Linked DNA regions of Mus musculus: region 2 is linked to region 1. The links are chromatin contacts, called in public promoter capture Hi-C maps. All regions are on one chromosome and are shown on one strand. The core of a region is the stretch at or near the end of the contact, and the rest is flanking DNA. Distances in the headings are between cores, read along the strand shown.

Region 1 (3,630 bases), core at 594-3,093:
AACTACAGGCATATGTTGTCATGCCCAGCTTCTAATTATCTCAACACAGTTACACTGAAAATTCCATTTCAGCCTGCATTTCGATGGGAGCAAACCATGATCAAACCATGGCAACAGGCCCATTTTATAAAGAAACCAGTGTCTGGCTCCTGGATCACATCACAGTCGTAGAGCTGGCAGCAGAAGAGGACTTGGGCTTAGCTGGCTGGTGTAGGCCTTTGGGACCAGCCTTTCCGCTCACAGCCTGGCCCCATCCACTTCTAGCACAAGTTCTGTTTCCTGTGTGCTGCTGTGTGATCACATGCTCCTGCCACCATGAACCAAACCAAACACTTCCTCTCCATGATGGACAACACCCTACAACAAATCCTTCCTCCCTCTGGTTGCTTCTGTCACATAGTCAGTCTCAGGAACAGAAATAGGAACGAATACTGATCCACTGGTTAAACTCTTCCTCATGGACCCAAGCATGCATCCAACAGTTATTTATCGCATGCCTACCACACAGCAGGAACTGGGGATACAAGGACAAGCTGATGAGCCCAACCTCTCTGCCTTCAAGAAGCACAAAAAACACAAGCCAGACAATCAGCATGTGACTCCGGCTAGGAAGTCCAATCAGGTGAGACGGAAGCTGCCAGGCCAAGGCCCTTTCATTTTAGAGGCCTGTGTAAGTCAACTCACCCAGCAGAGTATGGAAGGCTGCAAGATGTCACTTGCAGATCTAGACATCTAAGCAGGCATGCTGCAGGAAAGAACTCATTATACCTATGACAGGGCTTGGCAAACTGGGCACACCACCACCCCTCTGCTCTGTTATCTGTCCTCAGAGGATAGAAGAGAGCAATAGATCCCCTGGGACTGGAGTTCCAAATGGCTGAGTTGCCATGCCGGTCTGGGAACAGAACCCGGGTCCTCTGCAGGAACACCCACTACTGGGCCACCTCTCTAGCACCTGGTGTCCCCCTTTCTAAACATCATTGCCACCAAGGTGGAAGCCAAGAAAAAAGACAGGGAAGGCAGAGAACATATGTTCACAGTATCCCTGTCACCAGCCATGATTCCCCATGTGCATCAACAGTTTGCCAGGAAGACAGCCTTTACCAGATAAACCCCTCAACTTGGGCTAGAACCATGAGCAAAAATAACACCTTTTCTTTGTTTTGCTGAGCCAGGGTCTCAGAACGCAGCCCAGGCTATCCTCAAACTTGCAAGCATCCTGCCTCTGCCTCCCAGACGCTGAAATTACAAGTGGGTACCACTAAATCTGACACTCTTTTCTATATTACCTAGCCTGGGGTATTGCATCACTAACAATAGAACACTGGCTAAAATACCACTAGACAGCATGGCCATGGACAAGGAAAGCCTCTGGGCCTCCCTTCCCTCACCAGCACATACCCGAACTGAACAGGGTTGTGATACAATTCTAATAAGACAATATTCCCACACCTAGCACCCTGCCTTTACTGTTCCACTCACTGGATTAAAAACAAGCCAACTGTCGTGACATTTAAATAGCACTGTAATGTTGCACCCTCTGGGTAGTGGGTAAACTGTCAACCCACAGTTGACTAGATCAACACTGAGGCTGTCTGTCCTAAAGTTAAAATCTTCCCAGGACAAATATCTTCGTCAGTCAGTAGTTCTGGGACTGACACAGGCATCTTTTTTTCTCTTGGCTAAAGTTAGCACTAGGCCACTTAGAGCGTGGAAATCAGGAGGTAACAGCATCACTGTTTCGACAGTGGGGCCACCAGGCATGAGTCACTTTTGCTCTGCTCCACATAATCATGCTACACTAAGGGTGTCACATCCTCGGGAGCCAGCGCCAGCTTCCCTTCAAAAAAGAAACCGTCTCACAGCCAACTGTGTGGGGAAGCGTGAAGAGGTCAGGCTGTAACACACGTGAGCACACAGGTGACAAAGAGCGGGTGCGTCTGCATGTGTGATGCAGACACTACACTCCAGACCTGACCAGAGCCAGATGACACGCCCAGGATATGTCTGACGTGGACCTTTTCTGAGTTTCCCATGCTTCTCTTGGGAATAAGGACAGAATGTAAAGAGACGAGAAAACAACAGACAGATTTGGAGAGGGCCCCTCCATCCACTGCAGCGACAGCTTTCCTTTCTTGTTTTTTGTTTTTTTAGTTCTCAATAAAGAGAGATCATGTTGTCATTTTCAGAATATTCCTTAGATAGAAGGGAGGGGAAACAAATCTAGAAATTTAACAGAGCCCAAATAAGCTTGTAACCTGAGGAGAGCTAAAAGTTATTTATGATCAATAGCGTTCAAAACCACTCCAAGAAAACAGAAGCCACCTTGAACGCCTGTAAGGGCAGCAAGGGGCTCTCAAAGTCTAGACGTGGGCTTTTTCTGCAGAGATGTGCCACAGGAAAAGGGGGGAAGGGGAGAGGGAGGAGTGTCACGCTGGGCTCAAAAACATGGGATGAACAGAGTCCCTGCCTCCTCATGTATAAAACTGGAAATACCTAATGCCAACAGAGGATCCTTGAAAATTATTATATAGCAGTGACCTTTAAATGTTCCTGATTCTATACCCTATATAACTATGTATACAAATAACTCAGAAACTGTATCAATGACAATTATACTTTTAGAGTTTAAATTTTTAAAAATTATGTGCATATATGTGGGTGGGTGTACAGACACCTGGGATCCTCTGGAGCTGAAGTTAAGGGCAGCTGTGAAGTGGCCTGACTTGGTGCTGGGACATAAAACTCAAGCCTTCTGCAGGAGCTGCACTGCTCTCAACCGTATCTCTCCAGCTCCACTGCCTGCTGTTGTTTTGCTTTGTTTTGCCATGGTCTCATTACACAGCTGCATCCTGGAAATCACTATCTAGACCAGGCTGACCGCCTGCCTCTGCCTTCCAAAGGCAGAGATCACAGACAAGCACCACCAATATGCCAGGTGACAACCATAGTTTTTTGGTTTGGTTTGGTTTTTTTGGTTTTTCGAGACAGAGTTTCTCTGTGTAGCCCTGGCTGTCCTGGAACTCACTTTGTAGACCAGGCTGTCCTCGAACTCAGAAATCCACCTGCCTCTGCCTCCCAAGGATTGGGATTAAAGTCGTGAGCCACCACGCCCGGCCTACAACCATAGTTTTATGCTAAAAATCTTATGAAGTACACAAAACGGCCAGAAAAATGTAAATATGGAGAAATAAATAGAAATTTGAAATTCGGGCTGGTGAGATGGCTCAGTGGGTAAGAGCACCCGACTGCTTTTCCAAAGGTCTGAAGTTCAAATCCCAGCAACCACATGGTGGCTCACAACCACCCGGAATGAGATCTGACTCCCTCTTCTGGAGAGTCTGAGGACAGCTACAGTGTACTTACATGTAATAAATAAATAAATTTAAAAAATAATAATAATAAATAAATAAATAACTTAAAAAAAAAAAAGAAATTTGAAATTCTAATATATTCATTCCAAAAGATCATCTCAGGAGCCCCACCCCAGGAGGCCCAAAGCCTGACACATGGCATTCACAGATGACATTTTTGTTCTCAGCCCATGTCTCACTGTGCACAGAGAGAAGCTAGCAGCAGGCGCCATCAGTGATAGTAATTGGTCTCTTTCCTCTTGGCCCTCTCCTGCAG
Region 2 (3,630 bases), core at 427-2,926, 94 kb after region 1:
AGCCTGATAAATTGAGTTCAGTCCCAAGATCCAGAGGTTGAAGGAAAAGAACCAGCTCCCAGAAGCTGTCTCTGACTGTTGAATGCGTGTGCAAACGAACATGTAACAAGAATTTAAGGAAAAAAAAATCGAGAGTGCATTGTAGTGACAGTTACATTATGAATGTGACTCGTGCAACTGAATTCTCTGTTTTTAAGTGCTGGGGAGGCATTGCTCCATCTCTGAGCCATACCCCAGCTCTTGAACGATACTACTTTACAATAATGTAGTGGTTAATTTTAGGTTGTGTATGTTCTACTGTAATAATAAAAAAAAAGTTAAAAAAAAAAAGCCAGGCGTGGAGATAAATGTTCAGAACACAGCACTTGGGGCCATCAAGAGTTCAAAGTAGGGCTGGCGAGATGGCTCAGTGGTTAAGAGCGCCGACTGCTCTTCCGAAGGTCCTGAGTTCAAATCCCAGCAACCACATGGTGGCTCACAACCGTCCATAACGAAATCTGATGCCTTCTTCTGGAGTATCTGAGGACAGCTACAGTGTACTTACATATAATAAATAAGTAAGTCTTTAAAAAAAAAAAAAGGAGTTCAAAGTAATCCTCAGAAGAACCTGGGCTGTCTTCATATGTGACCTGTCTCAAAAGAGCACCAAAATAGCCCCAAATGGTAGTCTGAGTCACCCACCACCCACTTCCTGGTTTCTGGACCTTTATCTGACCTAGTACAGATCTCTATCCCGAAGAGGACAGACTCTGTCCCAAGGATTTCATAGTCCACCAATGATTTTGCTTGTGTGTGTGTGTGTGTGTGTGTGTACAATGTGTGCATATTCAGTTCTGTGCTATGGGGTTCATGTGGAAATCAGGAGAGCCTCAAGTACTTTCACCTCCCATTCTGGATGAGATAAGGTCTCTCTCTCTCTCTCTCTCTCTCTCTCTCTCTCTTTCTCTCTCTCTCTCTCTCCCTCGTTTGTCAAGACAGGGTTTCTCTGTGTAGCCCTGGCTGTCCTGGAACTCACTCTGTAGACCAGGCTGGCCTCAAACCCAGAAATCCACCTGCCTCTGCCTCCCAAGCGCTAGGATAAATGCCTGCGCCACCACTGCTCAGCTGAGACGACGTCTCATATTGTTCCCTGTTGCTAGTTGGCCCAAGAGTTTCAAGGGGCTCCCCACGTCCCATCTCAATGCTGGGGTTACCAATGCCTGGCTTTTATGTGGATTGTGGGGTTGAATTCACGGCCTCACAATTGCCACACAGGTGATTACCCACTGAGCCACCTCCCTGCCCTTTATCAATCCCAGATCAACATTTCGATGAAGTAATTTGGAGGCATGGGGGCATCACATTCTGACCAGGACACTCCTGAAGTACTCAGAAGTGACCTGAACTGACTTCTAAGATTTTGTAAAGGGGAAAGAAATTTGCAAGCAGAGGAGCTGGGCAGGCTGGGAGATTCGGGAGCTGAGAGCCTTGCAAAAGGAGAGCCCTGAAGAACAGGAAACACAGGCCCACGGTTCAGAACCCTCTGCGGACCGAGGACACCTTGCTGTAAGTGGAACTTAACAGAGGTGGGGGCAAAAGAAGATGTAAAGGTTGCCTGGCGTCGTAGGGAACCTGTGGCCAGGCTGGCTGGCTTCCTGGACTCTCCATTTTGTTTGGCTGGGCCTGGGGCTTTTAGCACAGGATGCAGACCTGAGAGGCCCAACTAGGAGACCAAGACTCTGGCTCCTCCCTTGCCAGGATGGAACTGCACAAACGGGCCAAGCAAGCCGTGTGAGCCCAGAGCGCTGGAGGTTTGCCAGCACTGGCAGCTGCTGCCTGCCGTTTCCTCCGCTCTTCCAGGGCAAGGAGCTGGGATCCTCGTGTCTAGCCTTTCTGCAGGCCCCAGACCAAGTCTCTCCCCAGATGCCTCTGTTCTCCCTCTCTTAGGGAAAACGGCACTGGATAATGGGACCAAGCTCACAGACAGGAAGGGCTAGTCCATCAGCAGGGTCTGGGGACTTAAACGTGAAAGTTAACACACTCTCAGTGAGGAGCGGACTTGTTATGCTTTAGTCAGAAGCCAGCTGTCAGCTCTGGATCTGCCCTGCTTCTGCTCAGCTTGTGCTCCCCCCCCATCTCCCCATACCCCCTCCCCCCTCCGTCCCCCAGTAACCCCAAAGACCTTTCTGACTCCACCTCCTTGCCCGGGTCCCTGACTCCTACTTCTAAAGAGTTCTCAGGGTGAGCACTTCCAGTCTATCAGGAACGAGCTGAGTGTTCTCTTAATCCCTGCAGAAATGCAGGTGAGAAGTCACCCAGTTTGCAGATCGTGGAAATGGGGCTGGGAGAGATGACTCCGCAGGCAAGAGTGCACAAGCCTGAAGATGTGCCTGAGTTCTAACCTTGAAGCCCACAGGAGAGGGAGATGGACTCTCAGACATTATCCTGACTGCATCTCTCACACACACACACACACACACACACACACACACACACACACACAGACACCCTTTTTATAAAAATGGTAACTGATGAGAAGACGGAACCTTACATACAGACTAAGCAGCTAGTTAGGATAATTCTGTATATGGTTCTCCCAGGCCTATGTCAAGCTTTGGCTTTGATGAATCCTAGGCTTTGAGTTTCGTGTGTGTGTGTGTGTGTGTGTGTGTGTGTGTGTGTGTGTGTGTGTGTGTGTTGCATTTCAGAGCCAATAAAGTAAATCTCTTAACCGTATCCACTGTTACCAGAGTGCTTGAGGAAAAGATCATTAAAGGAGACAGTGGCTTTTTTGTGATGGCTTGAGTCTGCAGAGTCTCATTTAACCCTTAAGAAAATCCCAGTGGGCAGATGTTACTTCGTCATTTTCACTATCATTATCATCACTATCACCACCATCGCCATCATTATCCGCATCACCACTACCATCACCATTTCTACTTTACAGGCAGTGGTGCTTAGGTTTGAGGAAGTCACCCACAAGAAGATTGTAGAAGTGGGACCCCGTTCTTCAGCAGCAGCCTCAGCCCCACTCCTGAGCAGGTCCTGTGACAACTCATCTCCCTGCTGGTCCTGGGGAGTGGGGAAGGGACCCCATCACTGACACTGTCTTGTTCCCAACCGGTAAGAGTCAGGGGTTCTGCCCACCATCTGGAGACCTTCGCATAGGTCCAGATTCGAGCTCTTTCTTTTAAGCACAGGGTGTTCTCTTCCACGTTATCTGTCTGCGTGGGCCACAAACCCGGTTTATAAACAAGGCAAAAAATGGCAAGAGGAAAAAGTGAAGTCAGCCTGTGCCATTGGAGCAAGTCAAACAATACCAAGCTCGTAGCTGGCTAAGTGGCTGTCTCATTGTCCAGATATTTCCTCAGGCCATTAAACAAGCGAGGAATGATTGCCAGGTTTGATTTCAGGAAGGAAGCCCCTCCCATTTCCCTGCCGAGCAATTCAGTGTTCATTTTCTTCTGACCCACGCTGGCTGGTTATTAGGGAAGCGCTGCATGCTTCTTTCATAAACAAAAGTTATTTGCTTCAAGATTCAAAATTCACTTCTCAACGACTGGGAAGCCCTGAGTTCCTGCCAGATGGTTTTATTATTTTGGAGGTAGGGCTAGCCCAAGTACTGGGAGCACCCTGCGACCAGAGTAGACT

The links. Capture Hi-C pulls out chosen DNA fragments and counts their contacts.
Region 2: a contact with region 1 is called in a promoter capture Hi-C map of adipose tissue. The contact joins two enhancer-like sites. A contact is called at or near these places in 1 of 39 promoter capture datasets (the C10 cell line), 1 of 484 Hi-C or Micro-C datasets (the N1E-115 cell line), 3 of 115 datasets of contacts at active chromatin or transcription factors (embryonic stem cells, microglia and pancreatic cancer cells) and 3 of 9 other capture datasets (adipose tissue, liver and pancreatic islet).

The regions. Positions count from the first base shown.
Region 1 is chr11:106,562,633-106,566,262 of GRCm38.p6, forward strand. The region is part of intron 2 of Tex2 (testis expressed gene 2); the gene reads right to left. Among named protein-coding and RNA genes, the nearest start is that of Tex2, 48 kb to the right of the region's middle. Within about 2 kb of position 1,844, at least 94 of the 459 cell types and tissues checked have an H3K27ac peak or open chromatin away from gene starts, as enhancers often do. A contact at or near this core is called in the N1E-115 cell line, adipose tissue and microglia, where this site is marked.
Region 2 is chr11:106,656,420-106,660,049 of GRCm38.p6, forward strand. The region is part of intron 15 of Pecam1 (platelet/endothelial cell adhesion molecule 1); the gene reads right to left. Among named protein-coding and RNA genes, the nearest start is that of Tex2, 45 kb to the left of the region's middle. Within about 2 kb of position 1,677, at least 211 of the 459 cell types and tissues checked have an H3K27ac peak or open chromatin away from gene starts, as enhancers often do. A contact at or near this core is called in the N1E-115 cell line, adipose tissue and microglia, where this site is marked.